Regions from separate parts of the Mus musculus genome. Here all the other regions are linked to region 6. Evidence: chromatin contacts called from public Hi-C, HiChIP or PLAC-seq and promoter capture Hi-C data. All regions are on one chromosome and are shown on one strand. The core of a region is the stretch at or near the end of the contact, and the rest is flanking DNA. Distances in the headings are between cores, read along the strand shown. Region 1 holds the start of Elp1 (elongator complex protein 1). Region 2 overlaps Gm34687 (a long non-coding RNA gene). Region 3 has its middle 69 kb from the start of Gm26144. Region 4 holds the start of Actl7a (actin-like 7a). Region 5 has its middle 14 kb from the start of Gm34628. Region 6 holds the start of Rad23b (RAD23 homolog B, nucleotide excision repair protein).

Region 1 (3,573 bases), core at 292-2,791, 1.5 Mb before region 6:
ACATATGCCTCCACAAGGAACCATTCCTTAGGTCCAGCAGTACAGTGGTTGGTGCAGGTTGGCCAAACAGTATATGACTGAACAAGACTTGCCAACACACTCCTATAACACCGTTTCAACACCACAGAAGACAGTTTCATGAATGCTCATACCCGACCCAAGACCGCACCAGGCTAGCTACCAGAAGGAAAGTGTTGATAGTTTAAGATTCCCGGTTTGCTTACCGGTTGGAGTGCTGGAGTATACAGTGGTCCTCACAGGGTTTTCCTTTAACATCTAGAGGAATAAATGAGTCGCAGGTTGTTGAACTGGCATTTACCACGTGATTACCTCCTTTGGTTCATGAAGATTGTTCATTGCGAAGCTGAGCACAGTGGGCAAAGTAAATAAAGGCTATGAAGTATTTTAAGTGGCCTAATTTACATAGAATCCTTTACTCAGTGTTAAGGCAGGTAACATTCTTAGCTCCTCCATCTTGTCACTTTAAAATGAGTACACCTAGAGAAACACTATTATAAGCGCCACATTGCTGACATTATGGTGGTGTTTTGTGAGGCTGTCTTGATGGTATGCAAAAATCACACGTTTTTTTTTAAATTCAGTCCTAAAGAGAATTTAGGATGCTTATCCTAAATATTATATGTGGGTCTACCGGTTTCCCTGAATTTAAAAAGGCTAAAATAGAGGCTAGAGGAGGATCCCCAAAGGTGGTATCGGTATTTTCTTGGCAGAACGAACACCAGAGAAGCCTATTTCAAACGTCCAGTGGACAATATGCACAGTTTCTTCTTAACACTAGATACTGCTTCCTTAACATTTCTTAATTTTTCTCTCCATGCCTAAGGTTTCTTCCCGGTTCGGCGTAGGATTGATCCCTCCAAGCACACCAACCCTTAGTAGTGTGGGGAAAGCCCAGATAGACCAACGCGGAGTTCCTTAGTTTAGTTCACGTCCTTTCCTGCAAACAACCCACACATGGCGCTGCGGTTCCCACGAAGGAAAGCGCCTATTTTAGCTCTTCATCAGCGCAAATCTGTATTCCTGGGACTAGGATGCTCAGGGAAGAGCACGGGTGGCTTGCATCGCGTGGCAGAAGTGCCTGCACCCGTGCGGTAAAGCGGAGCTCACCACCATCCCGCACTTACCCGCTTTATACCAGCGAGTGAAGTATCGATCCACAAGGGAGGGTGGCGGGGCTTCGGTAGCTATGACTACCTCTGGTGGCGCCAGCTTGGCTTCGGGGCAGCGGAGCTCTTCCATCCCTCTAGTCCAGGAGCGTAGTTCCGGCGCGTGGGAGCCGGTTGGTGTCGTGCGCACGCGCGCGACTCCCCGGCTGGCGGCCAAACTCCCTCCCCGACCCCAGTCACCTGTGATCCTGGGCCAAAGCCCAACTGTGGGGCAAAAACAACCGGGTGTCAAAGAGCTGAGGGACAGCAGACAGCAAGGTCCTGCCTCTGCCGGGTGAGGGCTCCCCGATCCCCTGGACCCTCTGAGCACCCTCGAGCTCCTGAGGAGGCGCGTCTGGCCACACCCACCCGGTGACGTCACTCAGCGCGCCTCGCGGGTGACGCCACGTCCGCGCCGCCTTTCTGGTGCTACCTGGCGTGTTTCGCCCTTCAGTGGATCGTGTTTCTCGTCTCCCGTGTGCATCGGCGGTTCCTTTCCAAACCCAGTGCGCCGTGAGGGCTCGGAGCCGCCTCGAGGGCGTCGTAGGTGAGCATTCGCCCGTCCCAGTCCGAGCCGCTGTGTGCGGCCTGGTCTTGCTGTCCAGGGCTGTTCTGGTGCAGGGGAGATGCACGCGCTTCTGCCTGCGCGCGCCGGCGGGCCGGGCGTGGACCTCTTCTTTCTTCGAGTTTCGGATGCTTTCTGTACACGTTTTCCCCGGGGCCGTCTTGGGGCGCTGCGAGGGATGAGGGTCCGGTACCCCAATTGCGGGTTTCCTTGTAGCGTGTAGATAAAACCTCTACCAGCTTGTCGTGGAAGGTGATAGGTAAATAGAGGCCTCTGTGCTGTGCTGCGGGTCCCTTCTCGCTCGCATTTGGGACTTTTCTATGAAGTAGTGTATCTCGTGCTTCCCTACCTGGTGTACCTAAGCCGGGATTTCTGTGATGGCTGTGATTTTATAGTCTTTTGTCTTTAGGGCCTAACATTTGGCAAGGTTTTGTTGTAAGTCACATAACGGATCTTAGGTATTGTGTAAAGGATTCGTTTGCGTATTGAGAACCATGATATATAACCAGCAAATATCTCGATGTGTAAGTGAAAGAAAAAGAGACAAAGACAAATTTTAGTTTGTGGAAACAGAGATGACAATAAGTCCCAAGCCAGGATGAGCTATTATTTGATAAGAGATCAGCAGGTTCTCTGTTTTTCAGGTTGCATTTCATATGCTTGTAAGGGTCAGCTTATGATAATATCAGGATTGATTTTAATGTGAGTTTAATGTTTAGTTTGGTCTTGTTCATTTACAAGGTATATAGGTTTATCTAATCTTCCCTTTAGTGAGCTACCAAGCCTGAAGGTAGGGGAGAAAGTGGATCAATGGTCAGAATTTTGGGACATGATCAAAGTTGTATGAAAGCACCTCTTAGAACATGTGTGGGTGGAGTCAAGGGAGGTGCAGTTGGAGGTGCCAAAGGAAGGCTGTTAGCAGATTATGATCCTAGAAACATTTGGAAGATGTTTCCTAACTTTGAAAGCATTGAGAAAACTACAGGACTGTGTAACTCCAAAAAGTTAAATGAGTGAGCAGTGTCAGAATGACAATTTAGAGAAGTCGGTTTTCATGCTAAAAGAATTGGGGCATTAGAGAGATTAATGAGTTTGCCTTTTTACCAAGTGACCATGGAGGCCAGAAGAAGGCATGGGGTTCCCTGGAATTGGAGTTATAGATAGTTGTTATCTGCTGTGTAGGTGTTGGGAACTGAACTCAGGTCCTCTGGAAGAGCAGCCAGTGTTCATTAACCTCTGAGCAGTCTTTCCAGACCTGAACTCGGTAATTCTTTTAAAAACTCAGATTGCCTTGCTGTGTTTTATCAGTCAGGGTCCAGTAGAGGCCAGACAGTATTTCAGCAGGATTATTATGAAGAATTACTTAAACTGCTATAGGAGGAAGAAAAAGAAAAAATGAAAAACAAGTAATTTGGAAGGCAAGTGGAAGGAAGCAGTTCCCATGGGTAGGGAGCAACACTAGGGCAGATTTTGGCATCATCAGGACCCAACACCTCATAGAAAGGCCCTGTAACACTGGGATTAGACTGAGAATGAGGCTCAGAAACTCAGGATGAAGCCTGGGGCTGGATTTCTGTGTCTGGGGATACAGCGTGCCTGATTAATGCTCCTACCTCTGGAGTGGCAGTGATGAGGCTGGCCCTGGTAGTGCCAGCGTACAGGTTCATGGAGAGGGATGTCGGTCATGGTAATTGGATCATGGCAACATTTGGTCATAGCATATGCTATAGTTATCATTTGATGATGTCTTCAGGTTTAACATGTTGTAAATTAACCTGCAGATTAGCCCCACGTAAAGCTAGATGCTTTAGGAAGCGAGAGTGTAGCCGTGTATGTGCTGGT
Region 2 (3,534 bases), core at 148-2,647, 1.3 Mb before region 6:
TGAAACACAGCACACAGCCCAGGTGAGTTACTCTGGTGGACATCTTCATGTGACCATCTCTGCTGGCAGTAAAGATTGGCACAATGCCATACAACAGCTTCATGGTGACCCAGCGTGTGTCTCTAGGCTTGGCCCTGGCTTTTAGTTTCATTTATAAGTCCTTCCCCCCACAATGGAGCATAGGAACCTGTCCTAAAAATGCCATCTCCAGTGTGAGCTGTGCAGGCTGAGGCTGCCAACCTGGTAGGCAGGGCATGGATGACATTCTAGGGAGGTATACCCAGCAGCAGTTTTGACAAAGTAGGGTTTCAGGGGCTTAGAGTTGCAGCTGGTATACAGTAGGAGCTCAATCATTGCTTCCTAGCAAACTGTGGCATGCTGAAGTGTAACAGGAATCCTGGAGTTTATGAGCCTAGGACCACAAACAATTGGAAGTGAAGACAGGATGAGCTGTGCTGGTGGTCTGGGAAGACAGGAGACACCCCCAAAACTTTATGGGTTTTTTCCCTCCAGCCAGCAGGCTTTGTGGTGTGTGTGTGTGTGTGTATGTGTGTGTGTGTGTGTGTGTGTGTGTGTGTGTGTGTGTGTGTGTGAAGAGAAACTGTGGCAGTCACCCTGAGCTTAGTCTTATCCCTTGGGTCACGTGGTCAGCCATGATGGCGAGACTTATGATGTCTTTGCCTCTCTCATCTTCAGTCCTTGCTCTTCCTTCTTCTCGGGACACATGGCCTAAGACACCACCACCACCACCACCACCACCTCCTCCTCCTCCTCCTCCTCCTCCTCCTTCTCCTTTTTCTTCTTCTAGATTTATTTATTTATTTATTTATTTATTTATTTATTTATTTATGTGTATACACGGTAGCTGTCTTCAGACACACCAGAAGAGGGCATCGGATCCCATTACAGATGGTTGTGAGCCAACATGTGTTTGCTGGGAATTGAACTCAGGACCTCTGAAAGAGCAGTCAGTGCTCTTAACCGCTGAGTCATCTCTCCAGCCCTGCTAAGACACTTCTGAAACACAGGTCATGTCAGCATTTGCAGGTCTCACCCTTGTTCTTCTCCAGGGCTACCTGGACTGGAGAGTTCACTCTGAGCAAGATAGTCATCAGTGGTGCATATGCACTAAGCCACCCGTGACATGTGCAAAGTGTCTGTTTTCTTATCCCCCACCATGAATGGATGGCCAACTCGGATGTTCATAGCCCAGACGTTTCAAAGGATCCTTAATGAAAATAACACACAAATTCACTTAGGCTCAATTTTGTTTTTGGAAGCTCATGGACAATTTTATTAGAGTCTCAGAGAAAAACAACAACAGGGCAGGCATGCTTTAAGTCTCAGCAGCTGCTGGGGGAGAGACGGGGAGAAGGGAGGACGAGAGAAAGTCATGCTTATGAGTTAGGCATGAAGGTTAGCAAAATGGCGGCAGGCCAAGCATCTGTGTAGGGAAAGAGCAGGGTGCTCTGGAGGAAGGGAAGCCCCAAGTGTCAGAGGCTTTGGCCTATATCATAAGGAAAGAGAAAAGAAAAAAGAAAAAGGAAAAAGAAAAAGGGAAAACTTGTGCTTTTCTGAGTTAGTACCCAGACTGGTGGACAGATCCACAGTTCTGTAAGCCACCGCTAGGCTCAGCTTTTAATGGGGGTGGGGGTGAGTGGGGTGTGGGGTGTCTGTGGGTTCTGCCATGTGAGGACCAGCCATGCAAACCTGCACATGAGTATAAAACAAGGCCCCAGTGGGCAGAGATGGAACAGTCCTGGAGACAGGGCAACATCTGCGGCAATGTCCCCAGTGTACAGGGGGGCCTGACCACACATTTAAGCAAAGCAACACGAGATGCAGTCATGGTAGCATTGAATTCTTCTCCTTCGCCATCACAGGCATTGAACCCAGTGCTTTGTGCATACTAACCATTTGCTCTACCACTGAGCTACACTGCCATTCCCACAACTGTGTGTTAGTAAGCACTTGTCTCCCTCAGAGTTAATAATCTGCCACGTCCAACATGGCCTAGTGTGGAAACGTGAATGGGCTGCCCTCTTCTGGTGTGTCTGAAGACAGCTACAGTGTACACAAATAAATAAGTAAGTAAATAAATAGATTTTTTTTTTTTTTTTTAGAAGAAGAAGTGTCTTAGGCCATGTGTCCCGAGAAGAAGGAAGAGTGAGGGATGGAGATGAGAGACACAGGGTCACTGAAAAGCTTCTATCAGACAGGCTGTGTGAACCTTAGTGGAACTGTGTCAATAACACAACTGCACTCTGGGACCTCGGTTTTTATTATGCCCAGCATAGGGCGTGGGGCTAGCTGGACTATAGGAGGTTTCTGTAGGCGAGCAGTCCCAGGCTGTAAACACACAGCAGGAGGAAGCTGTAGTTACTAGCTTCTGCACACACTGCAGGCATTTGCACTCAGACCAGAGGCAGGCCTTGCCATCCTCTGAGTCACCGGGCTTATGAACTGGGGATAGGGGAAGTGGGCACATGCAGGCTCCTGCTCGCTAGCAAAGGTTTCCTTTCTGATTCAGTCATTGTCTCTTCACCCGACCGCCTCCTAAGCTCTGCAGTTTGATCTTCTGAGGGTCTGACTGTCAGTTGGTACCGTACTTTTCTGAGTGACTGAAAACCCATTTAAAGAGTCCTTGCCTGTGCCTGTATTTTGAAGCATTTCCCCTACACTTCCCTCCTTTCTGGAGTATTTTGGGTCTCACATCTGGAGCTGATTTTGTACAGGTGAGAGGTTGTGATCTAGTTCACTTTTCTATGTGCGGACATTCATTCTGTTTGTTTGTTTAAATTCTCTCATATATGACATCCCGGTTGTAATATCCCCTCCCTTCCCTACCCTCACCCACTTTCCTCCACTCGGGTGTACCCCAACTCCACTTCCCCTCAGAACAGAGCAGGCCTCCCAGGGACATCAACCAAACACAGCATAGCAAGCACGGTGCCACCACAGCAAGGCTGGACAAGGTAACTCAGTAGGAGGAGAAGGCTGCTGCAAGCAGGCAAAAGCATCAGAGAGCCCCTGCTCCCACTGTTAGGAGTCCTATGAGAACACCAAGCTACTCAGCCATAACATATATGCAGAGGACCTAGGTCAGACTCCAGGTCTCTGTGAGTCCCCATGAGTTCCAGTCATCTGACTCTGCGGGCTGTGCTCTTATAGTGTCCCTCCCCCTCTTGTTCCTCTGATCTGTCCTCCTCCTCCTCTTCCTCCTCCTCCTCTTTCTCCACCACCTCCTCCTCTTCCTCCTTCCCCTCTCCCTCCTCCTCTCCCTCCTTCTCATTCTCCTATCCCTCCTCCTCCTCCTGTTTCTCCCCGCCTCCTCTTCCTCCTTCTCCTCTCCCTCCTCCTCTACCACCATCACAGGATTCCCCGAGCTTTGCCTAATGTTTGGCTGTGGGCCTCTGCATCTACTCCCATCAGTTGCTGGATGAAGTCTCTTTGGTCTCTCTGATGACGATTCTGTCAGGCTCTGGTCTCAGAACTCTCTCTAATGAGGTCAAACTGTAGGTGAAAGGTTTTGTG
Region 3 (3,766 bases), core at 659-3,158, 1.3 Mb before region 6:
TCTATTCCTCCTCCTCTTCCCTGCATTGTTGTTCTTGAGTCTCCTACTCTTTCTCTTCCTCTCTCCTCTTATTCTCCCCCCCCCCCTTACTCCTCCTTTTCTTAGGGCCTTCCTATAGCCCCTGAGTGTCCTCACTTTCATTTTATCTCCAAACTCCCTCTTCCACAAACGGTGTTTTTAAATGCAAGTCACCAAACAAAATACAAACGCTATAGACAGACTCAGCAGGGGTTTAATTCCTTGAAAGTTGAAATGTGACCTGAAACCCTCATTTCGATGTTGCTCTTGGGTAACGTGCTTTCAGCATGCAGAATGCTTTTTCATGCTTTAGGCTTTTCCTTCCCAAGTAAGCACATAGTCTGGCTAAAGTCCAGCCAGTGTCTAAACCAGGCCAAACCTGCCCCTTTCAGGCTGTCCTGGGGTTTCCAGTTGAGAAAACTCTGGGTTGCTTATTGCTAATATCATCTGGGCAATGTTCCTGGGGAGGGGCTAGCACTACCCTGTATGTCCCCAAGCCCCAGACAGAAGCTCTTGTCCTTCCATTGCAATTTCTCCTGCCCTCCTCCAACCCATAGGGCAGGACTTCCGGAGAGAGGCAACTTCCTTGAGGGAAACTGGGAAGTCACCTAGGCTTCTGCTTGTAGATGTTCTGCTGACATGGGCTGTGGACAGACAAGGACCCTTTCCCCAGGCCAGGGTTGTCTCAGACATTCTACGGTCTCTAAGAGCACTGGGTAAGCTATCAGGCTATTTGGGGTTTAACCCTTCTTGCCTTCATTCAGCAACTACTGAGTAAGCCACAGGTGCCAGGCTGAGCCTTGGAAAGCCTGGTCTCAAGGAGCTCCGGATTTTGGTTGGGAAAAATGGCAATGTAAATAAACAAGTGGGCAAAGTGTGCTAGGGTGGTCTAAGGGACTGTGAAAATGTAGGGTGACGTCACGCAATCCTCACTCCGTTTCTGTTGTTTTGTCACCCAGAGTAATCCCAAGGTTTACTAAATGCTGTGCAGGGTTGTGGGACTCTATACTCTCCTACTTGCCAGGAATAAGGATATGTTTAAAACTCCTTTGTGGGTTTATGTTCAAAAGTGGTCACCAAATCCCATGTCTGCATGGACAAAAACCAGTGCCACTTTTATTCAGTCCTGTATGCCTGTCATCTGGTGGCAAAGCTATTAGGGAGTAGATGCTCAATAAATATTTGTTGAATGAGTTAATGGAATGGATGGTTAAAGAGAAGACCACCTTTGGTAGTGTTTTCTAAACTTGAGCCTCAGAATCAGGTGATGTAATTATTATAACATAGGTGCCGTGTTCAAAGATGGATGCTGTTCTGGGGTAGGGGAAAAGGTTTGTATTTTTAGATCTTTCCACAGAAGATCCCCCTGGGTTGAGACCCACACTCTGAGCAATGCTTGGGTCTTCTCTACCAGAGATGGATTAAAAATACTCCTTGAAGTTGTTCCTAAAGGACCACTATGGGGTTTGGTCCTCCCCATTGTCTTAGCAGGGGTCAGGTCCTACACATGAAACAGGCCCAAGTTACTGGGGCCTCCTGAGGGTTCACGGTGACACAGCCATAATGCAGGTGACTTCATTTAACTAGAGGGAATTATGAACATGAGAGCAGTGAGTACACTCCCTATGTGAAATTCAGGGAAGTTAAAATAGCTTGCTCCATGTGAGAAAAAAACCCGTTTGTCTGTTGCGAGGATCATTGTCCCTTCTTAGGCAACTGGCATCTTCAAGGAAAAGGACAAACTGTGGCACTTGGGTTTTTCTTTTTGCTTACTCATTCGTATTGCTTATTCATGCTGAGTAAGTTTTAATTGTCTCTGACATTGAGCAAGGAGCCCCACGCTAGAGACCTGGGTGTGCTAACCTCTCACCACACTGCTGTGGATAACGTGACTGCTGGCATGCTTTGTCCTGGCCTGTCATGTGCTTCTGAGTGAAGAGATTTGATTCAGGCTGTGTGAAGCTCATCAGCTTCTTCCTTCTCTACAAGTATGCTACGGCTGAAGTCCCAGCCCATATTGCCTTGCAAGGTCAGGGTTAGGGGCACCACTGTAGTAGCCTCTGTTGCTAAAAATGCCTACCGTTTGCTTGATGAATTAATCAGCGTGATGAGGTTGGAAGAGGGTTGACATCATTGAGGACACTGTTTGAGTGCTCTGACTGTATGATCTGGGCTGGGTCAGGTGCTGACCTCTGAGAGCCATTGCGTTTCTTCCAGGTGTTGCAGACAGCAGACATTACTAACCTGTTGGTTGGGCTGTGAGCTTGCTTACTTTGCTGACTCTGGTGATATGGTACATAGATTTTTCTCTTCTCGCTTCTTTAATCACAGAGTCCAGGATGAGGCCAGACACAGCGGTTCTGGGACTTTTTAGGAACTATATAGAGCAATGGTAACACCCCAGCATGGCTGCTCACTGCTGTGGGATTTCTCTTACATCCCTGAGCCTTATTTTCTTTTTCTGACATGCAGGTGTGATATGTTTCTGAATGCTGTTTTTCCGCCATCCTGGCTCAGTGTCATGGGTCCTATGGAGCCCGTTTCATTAGTTCCCCTAACCTCTGCTTTTAGCATATTTAGCTCCATTAAGGCTATGGAGGATCAGAGTAATTAATATATCTTGTAAGTTCCCTCTTTGATTCCAGATCCCACACTTTTAGCCACTGTAGTACTGGTTCTCCAGTGGGGATGAATTTATCTTCTAGGACACATTTGGCAATGTTGAGACAGTGTTGTCATAGTCACCAGCAGGAGATGCTGCTGGTACCTAGGTAGTAGAGGCCAGAGGTCTTGGTCGGTATCTCATAGTGAACGATGTAGTACAAAATGTCAACGAGAAGCCTTGTGCTGCAGTTTACTGCCTCCGTGAAATGATGCTATCCAGGCCTGGAGCACATTCACATTAACGGCATTCTTCCCCTGCATTCTCAGGACTCTGCTCAGAGAAGAAAGAAGAACCCAGGCTCCAGTTTCCTTCAGCAACTTGAATTTTAGCCTTAATGGTTCCCGGCTGCTTGGCACCTCTATCTCAAGAGTTCCTGTCTTTGTGAGACGTGCTGACAGTTATCAAGAGTCAGGGCAAGACTCTTCTTGGGAGAAGTCCAACTTCCCCAAGATCTGGCAAGTTCAGACATTCTTTATAGAATGCACACCTTACTGGCCTCTGACCTCACAGCACACATTGGCTCCGCGCATGGCTGGGCTTTATGCAGTGCGTTCCCCTTTAACAGGAACTCATATCTCTCACCTTTTGCATGGAAGGCCTTGTACGGTGCTTGCTGTCATTAATGAGCCTTGCCAATGAGAAACATGAATGTTGTCATGGTTCTGGCCCTTGAAAATGAATGAATCAAGGAGAAAACTGACAGATGGCCTGTCATCTAGAGCAGCCACACCTTGCAGGCTGGGCACTTTGTCTTCACCAATGACTCACCAAATGGCCTTGGGCAAAAGCCTGGAATGGACTGCTCTCACCACCAGCAAGAGAGGCCTCTGCCTGGCCCAGGAATCAGAAGAGCGGCTGTTCTCAACCTGTGGGTCGTGGACCCCCCTCTAGGAGGGGGAAGACAAATGATCCTTTTAAAGGTGTTGCATAAGACCATCAGCAATACCATAAATTTCCATCGTAATTCATCCTAGTAGCAAAATTAGAGTTACAGTGTAGCACCAAAAATAATTTTATGCTTGGGGGTCATCACACAAGGAACTTAAAGGCTCACAGCATTAGAAGGATTGATAACCCCTGCTC
Region 4 (3,459 bases), core at 673-3,172, 1.4 Mb before region 6:
CAGTCCCAAGTTCTCAGAGCGAGCTTTTAAACAAAAATCACAGCCTGTGTTGACACCTCAATTAGTAAGAACACTGAGCTGAGATAAGTGCTGTTTTATGGGAGAATAAACTCGTTTAGCATTCTGTAGGGAACTATGCATGGAGAGTCTCTTTATCCTTTCACATCATTTACTCTTCATTTGTTTTGATCACATTTTTCCTTACATATGTTTTAACAACAAAGTTCCTACAGTGGGAAGCACCAAGGGCAGAATAGTGCTAGAGCGAGTTGCTCCCGTGAGAGACTTTCTGAGCCGTTAGCATAGTGTATGTGATTCTCTCATGTACCCCTTCCACGCCCAGGCTTTTGTATTTTTTTAAAGTGATGCATACATTCATGTGGCTCTTACTATGTCAGGAAATAGACACTCTGAAGGGAAGGGGACAGACACGAGGGGTTTTTAATGCTACAGAAATGAACATGCCAACTCAACACCACTTGTAGAAGGTTCAGCCCTCACACAGTAAAGCTGGCATTGCCACCACGGTGAGCATGCTGTGTCTGCTCAGAAGCACCTTCTGTAGAGGAAGAAAGGCCCATGTTCCTCGTACTCCAGGCGATGGACCCACAGTGGTTGAAAGCCCTGGAGTGAGGCCAGGATAGACCCACCAGTCCAGACTGCAGTGTCTCTCTCGGGCAGCACATTGACCTGGGGGGTGTCGTTGGGGCACATGCTGCTCAGCTCCTTCTGCAGACGGTTAGGGAAACCCCTGAGCATAGTGCTGCCCCCACAGAGCAGGATGTTCCCCATGAGGTCTCGTTTGAGTGCTATGTCACATTTGTTAAGGCAGGACACTGTCTGGGTGTGGAGGCCCAGCTGCATGGACTTGATTAGAGATGGCTTGAAGAACATCTCCGAGCAGAGGAACCTCTCCTGACCCAGACGGATCTCTTTCCCATCAGGCAGGGTATAATGGATCTCATGTTCAGGGGCAGGGATTTTCTTCTCTTCAATGGGGTCCAGGGCCACGAAGCAGCACCTCGTCTTGATGTCCTCCACAATACCGAGATGGTCCTCAGAGAAGTGTTTTCCAGAGTTGTTCATCAGGTTCATCAGGTAGGTCGTTAGGTCAGAACCTGCGTAGTCTAGCCTCCCCGTGATGCTGGGCAAAGGATAACCCTCATAGATGGGGACCACATAGGACACACCATGTCCAACCTCCACCACCAGGCCAGAGGTGCGTCCGTAGGAGTACATGGACAGGCGGGATTGGTAGGCGATGTGCATTGCAGGTGTGTTGAAGGTCTCAAACAGCATCTCGGCGTACTTCTCTCTGTTGGTATGAGGACTCAGGGGTGGGTCTGAAACCAGGACCGCGTGTTCCTCTGGGGCGATCTTCATCTCCTGTCGGAAGAGGTATTCCCAGATGTCCTGTACTGTGTCCCAGTCCACAATGATGCCATGGCGCAGGGGGTTGACCAGCTTGAGATGTATATCTGGGTTAAAGAGCTCGTGCCCCACAAAGGTCTCTTTGCGATTATCCCCCGTCTTGGCCGTCTCCATGTAGGGCTTGCCCACTGTTGTTGAGATCTTATGAGTGGGCTTTGGCAGGCCAGCAAAGCCACATTTACAGAAGCCAGTGCCCAGGTCCACAACCACTGCTTTGGTTACCTCTAGTCTTGGCCTATCCTTGGACATAGTTGACTTAACAGGGTCTTCTGTCTCAGCATTGTCCCGACGGACCCATACCGCCCTTTTTGCTGGGCCATCTTTTAGGGAGGCGGTTTGGAGGACCTGTGTCTGCATGGAGGCCTGGTCACTAGCTTTCTTGGCAGGTCCGTCCCCAATGTTTGCTGTCTGTGGAGCCCACACACCATCCAGAGACATACTGCTCTCAGAAAGCTCTCGATCCTGCTGGCTACAAGGCCTGAAAGACTTAAATCAGAGGACAGCTTGAGAATCTGCCCAACAGTGACATCACTGATTGTGACATAATTCAGCAACCAAAGGCTTTCTAGACACTGGAGACTAGAGTTAGGGTACATTAGAGATTCTATCTTTCCAGTCCCACCCCCAGTTTTGTAGTAAAGATTGATGTATTCGCTCAGTTAATAATTGTTGGGTGCCTCTGCAAAGCAGCCAGGAATACCACAATGAAAAAGCAACAGAACCCCACCCTTATCTGGTCTACATTCTAGTTGGTGTGCACCAGGAAGGGGGGGTGTCGAGGGGGGAAGGGGGGAACACAACATATTTGTTGAACAACAACAAAAAAATAGTATTTAGAAAAGCTTATAGAGACAAATCAGAGAAGAGAAGAGGGTGGGGATTGGCCAGGCTGACGTGGCGTAGGCTAGCCTCCCTGAGCTGGCAATAGTTGTGTAAAGAGCTGAAGGAGGTGACCAGGTGACATGTGTGCTAGGGATGTAGATGCAGAGGACTAAGCCCCATGGCTGGTGAGTTAGTGCAGGGGCTAGCAGGACACAGCCAGCTCCAGCCTGTGCTAGTATATAAACTGATTGGAGCAGTGGTACTCTTTCCCTTAAGGATTGCCGGTGAGCCTGAGAAACAGTTCAACATCACAAAGACTGGCCCAAAAGCTGAATGAAAATAAATGTGACTTGTCTCTGAGAGAACACGTTTGCTGACCCCAACTGAGACAATCTGCAAGAAGACCAGTGTGACCAGGGGAAAGAACATGGAAGTTTAGATGGGGTGGGTGGGAGAAGTAAGTATGGTGGGGAGAATTAACAGGTCCCATCAGGCTGTGGGCTCTTATAAGGACTTCACTCTAGGTGGGCAGGGTTAGAAAGCACTAGAGAAATTAGAACAGGTTGACACTATCTGAGTTTTTTTGTTTTTTGTTTTTTGTTTTTTTTTTTACTAAGGTCTACTGTTGCTGTAGTAACTGGCAAGCCCTGCTGCCTCACTGGGCACTAAGGTGATGAGAACATAACCTTGAGAAGAGTTATTTTTGAACATAGGTTTCATTAGGGTCATAGAGTGTGCATTGAAGTCAGGGGAACACAGGCTCCGGTGTACAGATGACATCCAGGAGTAGACAGCCTCAACATGTGTTGCACACACGTATTGACACCTAACATGCATGTCTGAGGCTGCTTTACCATCTAATTCCAGTGGGACACACTAATCCCATACTCACCACACTTAGTGCAGCGGTCTTTAGACCTGGTTAATTGGTGTTGGATGAACTTCAGTTAAAGAACTGTCACTCTTTGAACCTCTACACTAAGAGCAGAACCCAGAATCTAACCTATGTCTCATCTTAGACCTTACCCTGAACCCTGTGCTAGATGCGAGAGAGACACTATGGTGATGGGTTCCTTCCTTTCAGGAAGTGGCAGGTCCCCATGGCCTTAGATGTGAGATGAAAAGGGCAAAAGGTTGCTAGCGTTATTATGGAATGCCTTGGCCTTGTGGAATGAAAGAGGGGACAGCACAGGCTCTGAGCTTTAT
Region 5 (3,685 bases), core at 604-3,103, 1.1 Mb before region 6:
TTGCGTTCTGACTTGTACCTACTGCCTGATTCCAAGACTTGTGGCTATTTTGCTGAGTGGGAAGCAAACGTCAGCTCTCTGCCCCCCTTATCCCTTTAGATAAGAATAGGTGGCTGGACCACTAAAGTCCAGGAGACTGATTTCTTGACCGAGATTCTCGATGTGCTATCTGGATCCCCCTGAGGTAGAATCACCTGGAAGCAGAAGATAAAAGCAGGAATTCCTGGCAGCCGTCCTGTGATCAGGACTCAGGATCTTTTCTCTGGGGCTCATTTCAGAAGTGGCTTTTAAGGTGAATCTCCACACGCTACAGTTGACCAAGACCCACTGGTGTTCTGAAGGAAGCTCAATGGACTTCCGAGACTCCATTCGAGTCTCCTTCACCAGATTCTTAGCTGTTTAAAACCAGTATAATCAATGAAAGTTAGAAAACCATGCTTGCCAGCAGCTTGCCTGGCCTTCCTTATAACATTAACTTAGGTTTTTAAAATAAATCGTAGAATGAGCAGGTAGGTATCTGTGGGTTTCTAGTTGCATGACTCTTTGAATGTCCAGCCCCAAGTGGAGCCTGCACTGGGCACTCTCATGAGGCCCCTTCCTTTGCAGATTCCTGGCTTGCCTTTTCCCTGGGCTTCTGGGATAGAGGCTACACTTTGGATCTTGGTGGGTAGAACATATCTTCCCACAGAATTCTCCAAATGATATTGGCTAAATTCCCCTGAAGAGACTCAAATAATCTCCTCTCAGGCTTCTGCTTTCAGTCAGTCCAGTGTCCTCTTCTCAGTGGGATATGAATTTTATTGCATCAAAGAGCTACCCGTTTCCAAGGGCATTTTGCTATCTTCACACATGTATTTAACACACACACACACACACACACACACACACACACACACACACACACATTTATTTCTACAACTTTGTTTACAGCAAATTGACACACTAGTGGTTTCACTAATTTAAAGATTTCCTGGTGATGTCAAAGGCCAAAGAATTCCCTTTATCTTCTGATGAATAACTGCTACCTTGGGAAATGAAATGACATGTCCAAAGTGGGGTGTCTGACCCGTGGCTGAGCCAGGGGTGTCACATGTGGATTTTGTAGCCTGCAAAGCTATCTTTCTAATCCTATGTGTCTGGGTTCATTCCTAACTTGAGCTCTGGGCAAATACAATCATGGAATTGTAAACACGGCAGGAGAAGAATCACTGGATACTTTGCAAGTAGTGGCCATCCAAGCAGTGCAAAGGATTGAAAGTCTTGCACCCAATCCAGTGTCTCTCAGTAAGCCGGGGCAGCTGACTTGGATAATTCTCTTAGAGTCACGCTAGATGGCAGTGTTTTAACGTCAACAGGAAAAGGGCTTGGGCTGCTGTTTTGAAGAATAGCCTGGGACAGCCATAGCAAAAGGCTTGACAAGGGCATCCCCTTGGAGCTCAGGTTCTAGAACAATGGATTCAGGTCTCTGTTGTGACTTGAGGCTTCAGCTTGGAGCAGGGCCAGAGTCTGGTTATGTAATAAGTGAGACCATAGCTCTCCGTCACTGACGATGAGAACCACCTGCCGTTCAGACTCACAAGGTTCAGAGTCGGGCGCAAACATCCCTGCTTTATCAACAATCCCTGTGTGCCCCAGTGTCCTGAGATTCCTCAGAGTCTTTGTCCAGTGAGGGTGTCCGCCCTGGGTTGCCGGACCCTGGTGTGAAGTAGTGCACTGTGATTGCTGCTGATGACATGAGGCAGGTGCTGAGGATGCACATGCGAACAAACCGCGATTGGGAAGCCCCAGATCCAAGGGGAGGCAGTATTTGAAATCCTAAATAAGGCTCAGAGACGTCAGAAGTGTTGCTGCAGCTCAGTCCCTGCTCTGTCCTGCGTAGCCTCGAGCATGGAGCTAGTCACTTACTCCATGACTCATTCATTAATGGGCTTTGATGAGATTTTTCACTTGGAAAGTGAGGACCATGGAAACAGTCCCTCCAAGGAGCTGCACAGTTACACTTCTGTGGACAGCATCCTTTCTCAGTCAGGTTCTGTTTTCCTATCTGCTAGATGAGGTTAGTCTCACTTGGCCTGGAATCTATCATTTCGTGTTGGACGGGGGTGGGGTGGGGCTGCTTTTGCTGGGAGGTCGAATGGTTTTCACTAGTCAAGGGTATCATCAAAAGCCAACAAACTAGTTTTTTGATAACGAATCCTATGAAACTAGTTACAAGGCTATGGACTTTGTTCCAGATGCTCAGAGACAGCTGGAGGGTATCGGCGAGCTTCAGAGAAAGCCCCATGTTTTGTCCTCATCCTCTCATCTCTAGATCACCACTTTAATCCACCACTAGAATTTCTCAGAAGCGTAGAGGACCTCTAGAAGGTTGTTCCATCCTCTGTTTCTGCAGGGCCACAGGGCATGCTCAGGAGTAGGAGGGATCCTCACTGGCAGCCTGCGATCCCTGACATGCAGTGTGTGTGCCGAGGGAAGAGTTAAGGGGCACACGCCGGCTCTTACTCATCTTGCTCATTTTAATACCTGGCTTAGGGCCTGGTTCAGAGTAGGTGTGAGCAAATGTTTGTTGAATTAAGTTTCTGTAGTTTAAAGAATTAGCTTTGATGCTATTTGCGTCTTACAGACAGAAAATTTTGAAATAGATCATGGTTTTTTCTTTGAATTGCCTGCTATGAAGCTCAAAGGTAAATTAGTGGGCCATCTCTAGCAAATAACTAAAATATAGACTTGATTTCCTCTCTCTCTCTCTCTCTCTCTCTCTCTCTCTCTCTCTCTCTCTCCCTCTCCCCCTCTCCCTCTCCCTTTCCCCCTCCCTCTCCCCCTCCCTCTCCCCCTCCCTCTCCCTCTCCTTCTCTCCCTCTCCCTCCCTCCTTCCCTGTCTCCCTTCCTCCCTCTTTCTCTATGTGTGCATGTGTGTACCTGTGTGTGTGTGTGTGTGTGTGTGTGTGTGTGTGCACGTGCTTGTGTGCGAGTGTGTGCCTACCTGGTGTCACCTTGTTTTTCTTAAGGCTGATATTCATGGTACTGAATTATTAAACCTGCCTCAAATTCTTTTAGAACAAGGAACAACTCACTCATTAAATCTGAGGCAATATCTGGGACAATTCCTGGTATATAACAGAAGGTCAAAATAGTTATTTAATAGTGAACAAATTAACGGCATTTTTATCTGAATCTTAAGTTTGAACTTCATTTTTTTTTTTAAATATCAATCAGCCTCAGACTCACATTCTTTTAAAACAAACAGAGGTCAGTGGAAAATCATACTGGGAAATGGATGCAGCTGGACAGAGCGACTGTTGTAAGATCACGCACAGATCCAGTGGCTCTAAGGTAGTGCCTCCTTGTGGTTTTCCTTCTGATTTACCTACCACAGTTTTCATTACTCCCAAATCCTTCCTCTGAAGGAAGGGAGACAGAGAGAGACAGAGAGAGAGAGAGAGAGAGAGAGAGAGAGAGAGAGAGAGAGAGAGAGAGAGAGAGAGAGAGAGAGAGAAACATTTATCAAGAGAGCAATGTCGCCCACACCGATGGACCTGCCGCCATCCTATTCATTTGTTCTCCTTTGCTGTCACAGTGGCAGCTCATCTGATGAGCCACAGGGTGATCTTCTTCCTAAAATTCATGCGGAGGAACAGTGAGACAGTGCTGGTCGCTCCATTCATCAGATAACCTACAGTCTCCT
Region 6 (3,502 bases), core at 304-2,803:
CTTTAGAATATTAGATGTGATAGGTAAAACAAAACACCATGTCTTCACACAAACATATACTGATTACATAGTAGGCCTTATTTAGAAATCAACTAAATGCCATTTAATCCTCACCATCTCAGCTGGTACAGTTCCCATTTCAGAAAATCAAACAGGGTAGTTTGTCCCGCTGTAGAAAACGAGTTATAGAGCCACAAATAGAATTCGGATCTCGGATCTATTTAATTAACACCACGTCCTGGTTGTTTCAATTACAAACTCAATCAGTCAAAAAAAAAAAAAAAGAAGAAGAAGAAGGAAACCCCCCCACACAAATATGCAGTAATCTATTGACATAGCGTCATAATTCCACGTGAGAAAAAATTTTATTCGCATGACATTTTTTAGATTCCTGACATAAAGTTGTATTAAAGTTAACACAGATCTTTTTACAGGCAAAACCGGAGACCACTGCATTAGAATTTATCACGTGAACTCGTTAAGTGTAGTAGTCGGCTTTTTAACTGTAGAACACCAAGTTTTTATATTTTTCTCCCTCCCTTCAAATACTACTATTCTAGGAGTCCGAGGAGCGTTCAGGTTCCCAAGACGACCGAAAGAACGCATTTAAATCCGGATCTGAAGGTTTCTAATGCAAAATTCTTCACCACCAACGTGGCCTCAGAACGTAATCCACCTGTGGGTGTGGGTTCAGTGGCTGCGAGGGGAAGGATCGTAAAAACTAATCCAAAATAAGACATAAATAAAAGGGCTCCTTCTGAGAGGCCAAAAAATTCATTTTTCCCCCACCATCCCTCCCGGCTGCAGACAAAACTAGGCGCGTTTAAGGCCCACCGTCTTGGGTAACCGGCCCCTTAGACCTCTGCACCTAGCCATGTCGCCGGAGGGTGGTGGCTTCGCCTGGGTCTCCCTCCCTCCCCCACCTGTGCACGTCAGGCCCGGCTCCAGCGCCCAGGCCGCCAGGTCTCCCCTCCCCCTCCGTCCCCACGACCACGCGCTCCGGGCCGCGGCCACCAGCGCCCACGCGGACCGGTGCTGCTCCACGCCATCTGCCCCCGGGCCTTCCTCGTTGTCGGCCACAAAGCCGGCGGTGACCCGACGCCCCTCTGGGGCCCTCCCGCGCCGCCCCGACTCGGGCCCGCGCTCCCCTAACCCGGCGGCGCATACCGTCTCCTCCGGGTCGATGTCGATCTTGAAGGTCTGCTGCTGAAGGGTCTTCAGGGTGACCTGCATGGTGCCTAAGCCGGGGCCTGGCCGCCCCGGGGTGGCCGCGATCCTCGCGCTCTCGGGAGGAAGGCGGTGGGGGTGGGGGGGCTTGTCACATTCGCCCGGAGTCGCACTCACCCCGGGCCCCGCGTCTCCCCTGGCCGCGCCGCCGCTCGCTCCCGCGGCTTTCCCGGTAAGCTCGACCCGCGGTGCTTCCTCACGCGCCAGCCACTGGGCCCGCAGGAGGCGCGAGGGACTCCCCGAGAGACGCAGAGAACCCGCTACCTCACCACAGGATGGTGGCCGCCATCACCGTGACTCGCCGAGACGTGACCCCTCCCCCACCAGAAAAAAACCCGGAGGATGGGGCCAGACTCGGGCGATCTGAGCAGGCGCAGGGTGCGGCGACGCAGTGCGCAGGCGTGAACAGGAACTCCGCCCGGGAATTGGAGGCGGGGCGATGGGTGGGGCTGGAATATCGTGCGGCGCGGCACCGGCGTGCGCAGGCGCACTTCGCAAGCAGAGGCGCTCGCGGAGGCCTGGTCCGCTCCGCGGTCCTGCAGTGGCTCCGCCTACATCCAGGCTCCGCCCAGCGGCGCGAGTTGCGCAACCCGTAGCCGGGGAACGGCTACGTGGAGTCCCGGCTCAGTGGCTGCGGCTCAGCGAGCGCGGAACCTTGAGGGCGGTGGAGCGGGCGGAGCCTTAGTGCAAGGATTGCCGAGGGCCGGCCCAGGAGGGGCGCACATCGCCAGTCGAGCATGTGTAATGCCGGTTGCTTCCCTGATTCTGAGACTGACTTCAGCCATGGACTGCTTGCTTGCCAGTCTTGTGTTCTCTCACCAGCCTTGGGACCTCCCACCTCTAAAGAAAGGCGGATTTAAGAAGGAGGCCTAGTTGTGTCACGCCTTTCCCTCTATCGTTTTGCTTCGTTTAGGTGTTGGTGGTAGATATTAGGCGGTTGCCTCTCCTCACCCCCTTCCCCCGCCCCCCCCCGCCTCACCCCAAGCGCTGCTTTCCTTTGCACGTGGACCCTTTTAATCTTTGCTCAAATGTCGCCTTCTTGAACTCTATCCTGCCTATCCAACTTAAAGTATCTTATTCGGATCTCATTATCCAGCTCCACTTGTCTCAGTAACCATTCATCACCTTCTGGGTACTCTACACTATGTGTATTTAGCGTGTGTGTCTTCTCTTCTTTTTCTGGTCCCCAGGCTGAAGCTACACAGAGGCATGCATTTTGTTTTGCCCACGTTGTGCCCCAAAGCCTACAGAATAAGCCTAGCACATTGTAGGTACAAGGTAAATATTAGAAAAATAGGTAGACGTGCTTCTGGTTCCTTGGCAGTAAGGGTGAGATGTCACTCAGCTAATTGGTGGTTGGAGAGGGTGGGATAATGCATGTAAGTCTTAGAGTCAGGAACACAAAGTTAAGTGCTTGGCTGTAGCTGTATGATTATTTACACAGCGATAAGACCAGAGTGCAGAGGTGTCGGGTAATAAGCACCACAATAGTAAGTGACACTTTAGGTGCTTGTCTGTATGCTGCCTCTTAATAGTGCAGTGACCCCTGTTAGACTTAAAAAGAAGAAAAAGCAGTTACCATCAGACCACAGTGAGGACAATTATGAGCATCCCCCATCTCTGAGCCAGCACCATCAATGATTACAGTATCGCTATTTGGATTTTCATGATTCCAGAAGCTAGGATATAATTTTGTCATGGAACTTTCCCTAACCAAGCCCCCTCTCCACCGACAAGGTATGTCCCTGAACTATGATAAATATCGAATTCTCTGCCGGCTAGGCTGTCTTCCTGTGGAACTAGTCTTAGTCACCAGGTATGCTCAACTTTTGCTCTGAAAAACTGGCAGCTGGGATCTCTCCCTTTAGCTATAGGGTCAGCCAAAGGCAAAGCAGTATTACTGTTTTCAGCGTAACCAGATGCTGGAAAAAAACATGGGCAAAGGTAGCAACTGACTTCCTTATGGGCTTTCCCTTCAAGCCATTTCTCCCCTCACTCATGACATTCCACCTCTTAGGTACTCAGATCCAAACATCGTCATCATCCTTAAGTCCCTTTCTTCCCTGACTCCTGCTGCCTAGCCACCACATCCAAAACAGGGTCAGGTCTTATCACATTTACTCTCCACTGTGTACCCACACGTTTACCCACTTCCCCCCATGATTTCCATGTCTACAACCATCAGCAGTGGCTGTCTTCTAAGGAGGCTTCGCATCCAATCCCACAACAGTCCAGCAGCCAAAGCACCCAATGTTAAACTGGGGGCTTTAGTTTT

Evidence for each region. A called contact is a pair of places that touch in the nucleus more often than the background predicts. HiChIP or PLAC-seq counts read pairs in DNA pulled down with a chosen protein or histone mark. Capture Hi-C pulls out chosen DNA fragments and counts their contacts.
Region 1: a contact with region 6 is called in a promoter capture Hi-C map of liver, with 7 times the contacts expected there. The contact joins the promoter of Elp1 here to the promoter of Rad23b in region 6. A contact is called at or near these places in 7 of 39 promoter capture datasets (the 3T3-L1 cell line, embryonic stem cells, frontonasal cranial neural crest and 4 more), 13 of 484 Hi-C or Micro-C datasets (CD4 T cells, CD8 T cells, CD8 central memory T cells and 9 more), 27 of 115 datasets of contacts at active chromatin or transcription factors (acute myeloid leukemia, astrocytes, bone marrow-derived dendritic cells and 17 more) and 2 of 9 other capture datasets (adipose tissue and liver).
Region 2: a contact with region 6 is called in a Hi-C map of uterus, with 3 times the contacts expected there. The contact joins the enhancer-like site here to the promoter of Rad23b in region 6. A contact is called at or near these places in 12 of 39 promoter capture datasets (the 3T3-L1 cell line, 3T3-L1-derived adipocytes, the C10 cell line and 7 more), 2 of 484 Hi-C or Micro-C datasets (bone marrow-derived macrophages and uterus), 20 of 115 datasets of contacts at active chromatin or transcription factors (acute myeloid leukemia, bone marrow-derived dendritic cells, bone marrow-derived macrophages and 10 more) and 1 of 9 other capture datasets (adipose tissue).
Region 3: a contact with region 6 is called in an H3K27ac HiChIP or PLAC-seq map of the NIH/3T3 cell line, with 6 times the contacts expected there. The contact joins the enhancer-like site here to the promoter of Rad23b in region 6. A contact is called at or near these places in 2 of 39 promoter capture datasets (3T3-L1-derived adipocytes and hippocampal neurons) and 4 of 115 datasets of contacts at active chromatin or transcription factors (the NIH/3T3 cell line, fibro-adipogenic progenitors, neural tube and 1 more).
Region 4: an H3K27ac HiChIP or PLAC-seq map of differentiating embryonic stem cells shows a contact between it and region 6, with 7 times the contacts expected there. The contact joins the promoter of Actl7a here to the promoter of Rad23b in region 6. A contact is called at or near these places in 11 of 39 promoter capture datasets (the 3T3-L1 cell line, 3T3-L1-derived adipocytes, the C10 cell line and 7 more), 1 of 484 Hi-C or Micro-C datasets (bone marrow-derived macrophages), 14 of 115 datasets of contacts at active chromatin or transcription factors (the 230-238 cell line, astrocytes, bone marrow-derived dendritic cells and 5 more) and 1 of 9 other capture datasets (liver).
Region 5: a contact with region 6 is called in a Hi-C map of epidermal suprabasal cells, with 2.5 times the contacts expected there. The contact joins the enhancer-like site here to the promoter of Rad23b in region 6. A contact is called at or near these places in 6 of 39 promoter capture datasets (the 3T3-L1 cell line, 3T3-L1-derived adipocytes, hippocampal neurons and 2 more), 1 of 484 Hi-C or Micro-C datasets (epidermal suprabasal cells) and 17 of 115 datasets of contacts at active chromatin or transcription factors (the NIH/3T3 cell line, acute myeloid leukemia, astrocytes and 12 more).

The regions. Positions count from the first base shown.
Region 1 is chr4:56,800,299-56,803,871 of GRCm38.p6, reverse strand. Elp1 (elongator complex protein 1) reads left to right here and starts at 1,541. Exons shown (of 37, transcript NM_026079.3): 1 at 1,541-1,713. Abitram (actin binding transcription modulator) reads right to left here and starts at 1,543. Exons shown (of 6, transcript NM_001081420.1): 1 at 1,146-1,543; 2 at 225-276. The coding sequence starts at 1,260.
Region 2 is chr4:56,680,239-56,683,772 of GRCm38.p6, reverse strand. All of the region lies in intron 5 of Gm34687 (a long non-coding RNA gene), which reads left to right. Among named protein-coding and RNA genes, the nearest start is that of Gm26144, 3.0 kb to the right of the region's middle. Within about 2 kb of position 1,397, at least 1 of the 459 cell types and tissues checked has an H3K27ac peak or open chromatin away from gene starts, as enhancers often do. A contact at or near this core is called in uterus, where this site is marked.
Region 3 is chr4:56,608,548-56,612,313 of GRCm38.p6, reverse strand. No RefSeq gene overlaps it. Among named protein-coding and RNA genes, the nearest start is that of Gm26144, 69 kb to the left of the region's middle. Within about 2 kb of position 1,908, at least 30 of the 459 cell types and tissues checked have an H3K27ac peak or open chromatin away from gene starts, as enhancers often do. A contact at or near this core is called in the NIH/3T3 cell line, where this site is marked.
Region 4 is chr4:56,741,885-56,745,343 of GRCm38.p6, reverse strand. It overlaps Actl7a (actin-like 7a), which reads right to left and starts at 1,922. Exons shown (of 1, transcript NM_009611.3): 1 at 419-1,922. The coding sequence starts at 1,869. The coding sequence ends at 547.
Region 5 is chr4:56,490,794-56,494,478 of GRCm38.p6, reverse strand. No RefSeq gene overlaps it. Among named protein-coding and RNA genes, the nearest start is that of Gm34628, 14 kb to the right of the region's middle. Within about 2 kb of position 1,853, at least 40 of the 459 cell types and tissues checked have an H3K27ac peak or open chromatin away from gene starts, as enhancers often do. A contact at or near this core is called in epidermal suprabasal cells and pancreatic cancer cells, where this site is marked.
Region 6 is chr4:55,348,093-55,351,594 of GRCm38.p6, reverse strand. Rad23b (RAD23 homolog B, nucleotide excision repair protein) reads right to left here and starts at 1,553. Exons shown (of 10, transcript NM_009011.4): 1 at 1,168-1,553. The coding sequence starts at 1,233. Gm42290 (a long non-coding RNA gene) reads left to right here and starts at 3,393. Exons shown (of 3, transcript XR_881289.3): 1 at 3,393-3,502.